2 separate regions of the Gossypium arboreum genome follow, and region 1 is linked to region 2. Evidence: chromatin contacts called from public Hi-C data. All regions are on one chromosome and are shown on one strand. Each heading gives the region's core, a stretch centred on a gene start, on an enhancer-like site or on the middle of the called end of the contact. The rest is flanking DNA. Distances are from core to core; before and after follow the strand shown.

Region 1 (5,338 bases), core at 2,518-5,017, 370 kb after region 2:
CGAAGGAAGAATTCTTAATTTGTTTGTGAAAGAAAGCAAATTGAGTTTTTACTTTAGCATTTCAGAAGATGTTCATGGTTAGAGTTAATTATTTAATAAATTAAGAATCTATGATTTCATGAACATGTTATAGGAATTAAGTATTTGTTTTTCTTTTAAATATTAAAAAAAAATTGAAATGTGACAGAAATGATTTCATGAACACCAAACATTATGATGAGTTCTTGAATTGAATTGGGCAATGTGACATAATATTCTGCCGGTTGCTTCAAAAGAGGGGAAAGCTCCATCACAACACAGATACATTTAATCAATTTTCTCCAAATAAAATTAAAACACACACACATTAAAAGTGAGAATAAAATACATCATACCAAATCAACTCAACTACTATTTCAAGTACACAGACTTGGTTACATTTTGTACACAATTTGTTATTGAATTAGAATATTCAATTTTTTTTTTTTTTTGAAAAGAAGATAAAAAGATTATTGGGGATCTGAATTCTGCTTGAAATCAATGAAAGCTATTTCTCATTATGATTGACAGAATTGGGATAAATTAAAATTCTTCTTCTGCAGTGACTAGGAAACATCTTTTGATTTAGGCATATAAAATAGAAGCCGTAAAAAGTGATTATGGCCTGTTAATGGCCGACCATTGGTATTAGGGTTCATGTACACCCATCACCTTTTAGTAAATATCAGATGCAGAGAAAATGTGCAAAATGTTGCTGAAAACTGGGTCCTATCTTATTATTCAAAATAATTAAAACCTTGGGGGGTGCCATAATATTGAATTCAAGACCCAGCCATCCCAGTTTCTCCAACAATATTTATTCAAATGAATCTCTCATTGATTTCTCGATATGCTCAGTTTGCAGCATTAAAAACAAGTGGAATTTCCGCCATGAATATCCAACAACTGCTATATAAACAAGTTCTTCTCCAGTTTCCATGACTAGGAATTCTTATTCATCAGGAACTGATTTGAAGCAATTGGCAATTGCTTTCCATAACAGTTTCAGCTAATCTTCAAAAACTAGTGATGATTTCATCAATTGATTTTGACCAGTATTGATCACTCAGTCACCATGATAGTTAGAGACAAACAAAACAATACACTTCCTTGTACTTGTAGTAAGTATATACGTATATATGCAGCTATATATATATATATATATATATATATACATGTCTATTCATTGAATATATTTATATTTTGGCTTTAACGTAGTTTTCTCGAATGTCTCATCATGTCTTTTTTTTTTCTTTGTCGAAAGCTAACATATCAAAACTCTGAAATAATCCAAGAAGTTCCATATTGTATGCATGTAGAGAGATCACTATCGTTATATATAGAAATATGTGAGCAGTCAATATCAGCGCAATTTTTTTCCTGGTTAGCTACCAGGCAAATTTTAGCTCCATTATATATAGTTTTTCAAAGTTTAATTTACACTTTTACAGTTGAGAAAGACATGAAAACCTTCTTAGTTCAAAAGTAAATGTAGTTTACCTCTCCATGCACAATTGATTAGTACAATTTCAGAATCATAAAATTTTCAGCATTGAAAAGAATGACAAAAATGGTGAAATTGCATTAAAAAGTAATTAGAGTTATCTCAGTAGCATCAAACCATTTTTTTTTTTGGCTGTTACATTGCTTTTTATTCTTCCCTTTTCTGTTTTCAAACACCAAGGAGGAAATAAGAAAAAAAAAAGTCATGCATACTTAAGTATGTTGCAGTCCCTCACATTTCACAAGCTCATCACCAAATAAAGTTACAAAAAGGAAAGCAGAAAGGAAAAGGAAAGAAAAGCAAACTTTTTTTTTTTTTTTGAAGGGGGGGTTGGAGGCTGGAACATTTAGAAAGCTATACTCAGCAAAGAATCAAAGACCGAGAAAGCAAAGGTGGGGTGGGGGAGGGGGGTGACAGGTTTCTAATAATTTATAAAGATGTGGGGAATGAAGATAGTGTAGTTCCCATATTTGATGAAGTTGGTGGCAAGGCTTCGCCGCCGAGTTGTCCTTCAAGAGTATCCCAGAACAGAAAGTTTGAACATTGCTGGGATTCAACCCATTCATTCAACTCCTGCTGCTGCCTCTGCAAGCACTCAAGTGTCATTTCTCCTTCCTCTTCAATGCTACATGATTGGACTTCAACCGGCACCACCATGTTTTCCATGTTCTCTACCAATGGTGGCAAGTAATTGTTTGTATCCATACCCACTGTGAAAGAAGTTGAAGGAGGGAAAGCTTGCACTTGATGCTGATTTAGGTTCCAACTACTCTCCGTGTTTAAATTAGCCGGTTCATGGAAAGGCTGTCCTCTTACATTATTACCATGTTGATGAACCTGAGCCCCGTCAATTGGAGTTGTGTCGAATATAAATAATGGGGCTGGAGAAGAAAATAGGGTTTCTTGATGATTAGGAATTGCTCTTGTCATCAACTCCTGATTTACTAACTCCAGTTGGTTTGAACCATAATTTATCTGAGAATGCTGAGTAGTACTTGGTGGAGGAGCAGTGCTTGTTGGAGGTGCTGAAGGCTTTCGTATCTTCTTCTTGATCCATGAGTTCCAGTAGTTCTTTATCTCATTGTCTGTCCTTCCAGGCAAGTGACTTGCAATGTGAGCCCATCTAAAATAATCCCCTCACACATATGAGAAATTTGCTTAACATAATGAAGAATTTGAAGATGTTAAACATGTGATTTATCTCTAGCTCAAGAACTTGTGCCTCAGCATCTAATATATCATCCCTGTAAAGGCCCTTGAAATGCCTGTGACTGCTACTTAATTTAGCAACAACAGTGGCAGTGATAGAGAAGACGTAATTTTGAAGTTTGTTTAATTAATTACTTTTAACTGTTCAAGTTCTTAATTCAAACACAAACTGAAACTCTTGAGGAATTTCAGAGAGACAAACTAAAATGAATGCGTCCATTAGAAAAAACTTAGAACCCAGAATTGTTACAATATTTATGAAGCTTTATAAAGTAAAATTTTGATATAACATATGTGTGTAAAGTGTCACTTCAAACCTGTTCCCTACAACCCCATGAAGGCTAATAATCAACTTCTCTTCCTCAGGAGTAAATCTCCCTCTTCTGATATCAGGCCTCAAATAATTAATCCATCTCAAGCGACAACTTTTGCCACATCTTTGAAGACCTGAAACACAAAAGGCAAAAAGATACGTCTTCGTCACCAAACATGAAAAACTCCTATAAAAAAGCATGAAGAAAAAAGGAACAAAAAAGAGACAGAAAAAAGGTAATGAACAGAGGGAGATGGAGACCAGCTTTCTCAGGGACTTCACTCCAACACCCATACCCATGAGTGGTGATGTATCGAATGAGCTTTTCGTCTTCCTCAGGGGACCAAAGCCCTCTCTTAACCTTCTGTTGATTGCAGCAAGAATGGTGACCCATGTTTGGTTCGGATGATAAATATGATTTGTAATTATGGCTTCGCAAACCCCCCCGAGTTTCTATAAATCTTCCGCCTGTCTCTTTGTTGTTTTGTACACTCTGTAGAGAAAACAAAATGATATATTTACAAGCTAATGATCCATGTTTTTGATCAAAACAAACTATAATTTTCTTGGGGTTTGCTAGAAGTGGAGGCTGAGGCTGTCTCTCACCCCCAATTTAAAAGTAAGAGAGAAGTACAAGAGTATGATGTGCCGACATTGAAACCTGGATGGGGTCCAATATTTCAAAGGGGGAGGGGACCCATAATTTTTCATCTAACCCTAAAACGACATTCCATCGGCTTTGTTTCACACACGGAGGGACAAAGAGTTACCATTTTCTACGTAGAGTTGTAGTATTACGTAACCCATGTTTCACGTACCCTCCTTTCATTTCAATTCTTCCAAAATCTTTTGCCGGTTGTTTCCATAACCTTTCTGACCAAACCCTTCTTAGCATTGAAGAATCAGTGTTATTCATTAACTATATATTTAAAAACCAATGGATGGATGGCACGTCATGTTAATATATGATTACAACATACATCTATTTAAGAGGGAAAAAAAAAAGGAATTGATCAAGAGGGTCAAAGACTCAGCATGGAGATAATGCCGAAGATAATACCTAGGGTTCAATTCAACAGCAAATATCATTAAACCGACACAATTTTTGAATCTTGAGAAAGGTTTTCCAGTGCTTGGTTTTCTCCATCTCGATCATTTAATCTAATAGCCATGAATAGGAATGAATTATATTTATATAGATATTAACAATTAACGTCGGTCTTCAGTTTTGGTATAAGATCATGCAAATTTTTACCAAAGCTTGTTATAGATTACGAAAATATTTCTTTTCTTTGGGGGATGATTTGATTACCTTGTTTGATAACTCTTTTAAGTTTTCTAACTTTTCACAAAAACACATACATACATTCATACATTATCCACTTTTGCAGTAGTAGAGTAGTTTTCTATCTTTTATGGAGACGATACAAATACCTACAAAAAGTCATTAGTGGTATAAATGGGATTTCTGCAAATTCAAGAATTACAAAGCAAACCAACTCCTGAAGAAAAGAGCATTGTATATATAATTAAATTTAATTACAGCTAAATAAAGTAATTAAGAATGAGTAGTTTTATAATTAAGCTGATCAAAGCTTTGGAGAAAAAAGTCCAAATAAAGACCGTTTATGAAGAATAATGCAAAGAGAGACGTGGAAATACAAAGTTTATAACAGAAGGGAATGGTTGTAATAAAAGACTCTCAATTCATTCAGTTAGGAGACAATTTGGAGAGGCATGAAAATGAAATCCCTTAATTTTTATTTTTCTTCATACTTACTTATTATGGGATAATACATATCAACTATGCAAGACATAACCTCATTTCTAATTCTTTATTATTATTTATTCATTCCTAATTTTTTATTGCTAATTTCACTAATCTTGATGACGGCTGCATCACGTAACTCATGAATTCGAGTCATACAATATGGTTTCTCACCCCAAACAGTATATCATTTTAGTTTTCATGATTGCTCCGTTAAAAGAGAACTGAAACAAAAATAATAGTCAAATATCAGATACATAGTCTTGATTATTCAATTAGTTCGATAAGTTTAATTTGAAGGGGTTGAAGTTTAAAACATATTTTTAAAATAATCTTTTAAATCAAAATTTTATTTACTGATTGGGATCATTGTTATTCCAACATCTTGGAAGATTTGAATTCAAATGTGTTTAAATTCTAAATATTATCTACTTTAAGGATTGAATTTGAGTTTTTATGATCAATGGTGGTTCGCACTATAGTTGTTTTGAGAGTCACTTGGGAAATGTGTTGGAAGAACAATGCC
Region 2 (5,414 bases), core at 523-3,022:
CTGCTGTAAATGGAATCATGAAACATGTAAAAGAATGCGTTATAAATTGATTGTATGCGGTTCAACAGCAGCATTCATGAAACATGTAGAATTATATGTTTGATGAGAGCAGGATTCCATAATGTTACAAGCTTGAATGAAAATTTCAGTACTACAGTGCAACAAACACCACAAAATGTGTATGATCAAATAGCAAAGAAAACATTGGTCCTAAATTCCTTTCGGATGAACCGAAGAGTAGCAATATTTTATAAGCATCAAATAACTAAATTGAAAAGCATAACACAAACTTCTATCAACTTCAACAACCACCTAGACTGACAAAACTATCTGTCATGAAAAAGCATCCGTCTCAAGGAAGACCTGCACCACCTGCAGGTCCAGCACCACCATAACCACCACCTCCTCGACCAAAGGCAGGCCTTGTTCCAGGGCCCTGCGAGTTCACATGTAAGAAATTATATCAGCCTTTATATTATTAGAAACATAACCTCATCTATCATCAATGGGTACACATGTTTTCAAGCAATCATATAAACATTTCATCCTTCAAAGTGAAATAACTAGCATCTAACAGGCACAAATCTTCCAAGAGCAGCCACAAAAGTAACATTAACATCACAATGAAACTAATCTTAAGCCACCAACAAGCAATCACAACTAACCATGACTATGCGTACTTCTGATCAAATTTGAGATGAATAGAGTTCAGAAGAGGCAAAAAAAATGGTTCCAAAATGGACAAAGAAACTCAGATAACTAAGATAAACACCATAAATCATTATGTACAATCCAACACTTCGCATGCATTTGAACCATCAGCTATTCATACGTAATAAGTTAAAAATTTATAAAAGCAACATTACCCTGAATGAAGGCTGATAGTCAGCCGGAGCTCCTCCCTTGTCGCCAAAATCACCTCCTCCTCTTGGACCTCCACGGTAGCCATCTCTGTCACCAAATCTCCTCTCGCCGTCACCAAAGCGAGGAGGACCACTGATTCATAACCAACAAAACCCACAATTACAAAGAGAGAAATTTTCATCAAATTCTATATGGAAAAGAAAAGCCTAACTTTTTCATTAAATAAAAGAGCAAAGAACTCCAAAACTATTACCGTGGGCGGTCACCAGGAGGGCCCATGGGACGACCAGCGGGCTTAGCTTGTTTCTTCAAAGTAGCGGGAACAATCTCAGAAGGAAGATTCAGATATGTCCTAAGGAACTCAATGCCATCATTGGTAAGGTACCAGTAATAATGCATCCATGCAAAAGTTTCACGCACGTATTCTTTTGACTTGAAGCTTTGCATCAGCTTTATTACTTGAAGATTGGGAACATCAATTTCTGGGTGCTTCGCCAAGTTGTAATCTTTCTTTGCATAGCAAACACCCTCTAGAAAACAAAACATAAAATCCCAGATTTTAAATCCAAATATCCAAATGAAATACAAAATTCGAAATCGATATGGGAATTATTTTTTTATTTGGTTACCTTGAAAGAGGTACTTGGAGATCTCGCGGCGGTTCTTCTCTGGAATGATCTAGAAAGCAACAAAACAAACGTATTAAAGACATTATTTTGCAAACATTCTAAAAAAGCAAAGGAAAGAAGTAGAAAGCGAGAGATAGTACCATGGCTGCTATGAGATAGGAGGAAGAGGAGGCGGCGAAGATAGTCTGCTAAAATGGAAATTTTCCTTTTGCTTTATTCCATAACAACAGGAAAATAAACCCTAGCATAGGCTATTTTCCTTCTTTTATTATATTAATTTTTCGGCGTTGGGTTTTATTTTGGGCTATTAATTAGCTTTTATTATCAGGCCTAAAATTGGAATTTGGGCTCAATGTTGGAGAACCACCACTATGATCTAGCCTTATGTATGATAATGATGATATAAAAAGATCATGACACACCCATAATGTCCATAAAAAATTATGTAAAAATGAGATATGACATACCTATAATGTCATTAAAAAATCGATGTAAAATATATTTTGATTGAAATGAGATGGTTGAGTCTCATTATCAAAGGTGAGTATTTATTTAAAATTTATATAAAGATATATAAAGATAAAAATATTTTTATAATAATATTTGTTATTTAGAATAAATTTTAAATTTATATATAAATTTTAATCTAATATATAATGTGATACACTAATTTTAATTTGGTGTAATTGTGTATATGAGATCTTAATTTTGACTCAATTTTCACATTCTACTGCTATTTATGTAGCATTACTTTTATTATGTTACATGGAACTTGCTAATGTGATAGTTTATTAAACTAAAACATAAAGGAATAAATTTAAATTAAATATACACATTTTTATTATTGTAGTAAAGGGAAAATAGTTTAAATTTATGTGAAAATAATTTAAATAATTTCTCCAAAAAGTAATATAATTTAAATTTATATGCATATAATTAAAATTTACTATTTTATTTTTAATTTAATAAAATTCCATATGATCAATTTTCATGTGATTTACGAAAATAGTGTCACATAAATAAGTTGATAGTTTTTTTTTTTTTAAAGTTAGGAAAGTGAAGATTATTTATAAATTTACAACATCAGTCAAGATAGGTTGGTGAACACATAAAAAGGGTAATCAAGGTTTTAGTACATGTTAATGGGTGAACCAAGACTAATTAGTAACTTTGTTTCCATCCCTTCTAGTAACAACCTTACAAACATTAAAGGAAGACACAAGCTTTTTACAACCATCAAGGATCAATTTAAGCTTAGAGAAGTCTTATTCGAACTATTGAGCCCTTTGATGATGTGTAGTCCGTCATCTTCAAAGATGATATTTGATAGCCCTAATCAGTTTCTAAAGCCATATAAGCAGCCTTAGCTTCAACTAAATCTTCGCAATTAACATAGGATAATTTGAGAGTAGTACATCCTGAGATGAAGCCTTGATGGTCATGAAAGACAATCCCAACTCCTCCGTATTTTTGAGATGTGTTAAATTTAGTGTCAAAGTTCACGTTGATGATATGGCTTATTGGAGCTTTCCAAGAACATCTCGTGGCTCTTTGTTGATTGACCTTGTAACACCCCTTACCCGTATCCGAAGCCGGAACAAGGTTCGAGGCGTTACCGGATTTAAACATCCACAAGCATGCAAAACTGGGCCATAAAATTTTCGTTCAAATTAAAACTTTTCAAATACATGTATATCGTCCCTTATACTGGCCTTCGAGGCCTAAAACATACATTGGGGTGGTTTGGGACTAAACCGAGAACTTTTGATAAACTTTGGACAACTTAGCAATTTTCTTGCTTTGGAGAGTCACACACCCGTGTGTGTTGAACCTTGTGATCACACACGCCTGTTTGGCTTGTGGCACGCCCGTGTCCTCAACTCGTGTAACTCTCTGTTTGTGACATCAGCAAAACAATTTGAACCACATGGCCAGGCCATACGCCCGTGTGTTAGGCCGTGTCCTCCACACGGTTGAGGCACATGGTCGTGTCTCTACCCGTGTGGCTAACACTTAGGCTATTTTCCAAGCCTTCATGTTTCCCATAAACCCTTACAACCATATATACATCAAACTCACAACTCATGGCATCATTTTAGTGATTAAACACCGATTATAAGACACATTCAACATTAGCTCGTCATTATACATATGTTCCACCTACTTATGATAAACATGTCTAGCTACATTATTACACATTCATTTGACCTTGTCATCTCATTAATCACTTCTACCATTAAACTATGGTTAATAACTTATACATCAAACATCCATGTTCAAGGCACTATCATCTTATTACCATATTACACGTTTAATTCATGGTCATGACCACCTCGATTGGTCATAAAACATGCATTCAACACCCATGACATTACCAACCATGCATGGCAAACAAACATATTTATATAATCACATCATATGCATTAAAATGTAACATGATTAGCTAGACTTACAAACCATAATCAATATGAGCCACCTCTCATGGCTATATACAATAGCTCGATATAGGCCAATACATTTAGCCTAATCATAATAACACATGTCATAGAACTAGGTCCCTATACATGCCACTCACTTGATATTTCTAACATATGTATCAATACTCCAGAGGTATTGGCTTGATAGTGTGATGCTGCCTTCGACGATCTCCAACACCGAGCCGACCTGACAACACTAAAAGAAATGGAAAGGAGGGAGTAAGCTGTACGCTTAGCAAGCTCGCATGAAAAATAATAAGCAATGTATTAACATGTTATTTTTCAATTCCTCTCTATTTATTCAAAGTCCAGTTAAGCTATTTTCTAGAGTCATAGTCACTAAATTATTTATATCTGGAGCTACAGGACTCCAAATTGAGAACCACTAATTTTCCCAAAAACTAGACTCACATATCTTCTTACCAAAATTTTTTTAGAATTTTTGGTCTAGCCAATAAGTATAGTTTATTCTTTAAATTTACCCCTGTTTTACTATCGATAGTTCCAACCTCTCTTCACTACGAATTAATTATCTCATAGTACGGGACTCGGATGATGCTCCCATCTATTTCCCTTGAAAATAGACTCATTAATGATTTTAAGCATATAATTTATAACCCATGATTATTTTTGTAAAAATTCTAGTGATTTTCCCAATTCGGAACAGGGGATTCCAAACTCATTCTGACTCTATCTCACAAGAATTCAAATATCTCATAATATGAAATTCTTTTTCTTACAATGTTTCCTTTATATGAAAATAGACTCAATAAGCTTTTATTTAATATCTTATTCAACTTCTAATTCGATTTCCACCATTTTTTGTGATTTTTCAAAGTCACATAACTGCTGTTGTCTAAAACTATTTTATTACTAAATTTCACTCTTTCATGTTTTCTTTGTAGTAACTTTCATTGTAACATTTACTCCATATCAATCTTACCAAAGTTCGATCACATATCGAGCACATTGTTCATAAGTTTACACATACAAACCTTCACTTATTCACCACATAGTCATGTTCATATGTATTTTCACTTAGTAAATTTCCCGTTGAACTCATCGGAATAATAACAGATACCCGGTGGCCCGTACATATTAACACCCTTGTAACTAAAGCTCTCTGGTACGCATAGTAGCCTGCACTTAGTACTACACATGTGACCTAACAATCTGGTACACGTAGTAGCTTGCACTTAGTACTACACACGTGACCTAACCATCGGAAACACATAGTAGCCTGCACTTAGTACTACACACGTGATCGAAGCTATCGGGTACGCATAGTAGCCTGCACTTAGTACTACACATGCGACCTAACAATCTGTAACACGTAGCAGCCTGCACTTGGTACTACACACGTGACCTAAAACTGTCTTAAACACAGAGTAGCTTGCACATAGTACTACACATGTGTTCTCAAAACGGATCATTCATATCTTTT

The links. A called contact is a pair of places that touch in the nucleus more often than the background predicts.
Region 1: a contact with region 2 is called in a Hi-C map of leaf, with 2.4 times the contacts expected there. The contact joins the promoter of LOC108468258 here to the promoter of LOC108470222 in region 2. A contact is called at or near these places in 2 of 5 Hi-C or Micro-C datasets (both in leaf).

The regions. Positions count from the first base shown.
Region 1 is chr8:37,706,753-37,712,090 of ASM2569848v2, forward strand. It overlaps LOC108468258 (transcription factor MYB46), which reads right to left and starts at 3,768. Exons shown (of 3, transcript XM_053031605.1): 1 at 3,341-3,768; 2 at 3,049-3,178; 3 at 1,581-2,645. The coding sequence starts at 3,344. The coding sequence ends at 1,952.
Region 2 is chr8:37,336,015-37,341,428 of ASM2569848v2, forward strand. It overlaps LOC108470222 (40S ribosomal protein S10-1-like), which reads right to left and starts at 1,773. Exons shown (of 5, transcript XM_017771496.2): 1 at 1,634-1,773; 2 at 1,494-1,542; 3 at 1,118-1,394; 4 at 867-996; 5 at 74-436. The coding sequence starts at 1,636. The coding sequence ends at 353. It overlaps LOC108470221 (pentatricopeptide repeat-containing protein DOT4, chloroplastic-like), which reads left to right. Exons shown (of 1, transcript XM_017771495.2): 1 at 1-50. The coding sequence ends at 50.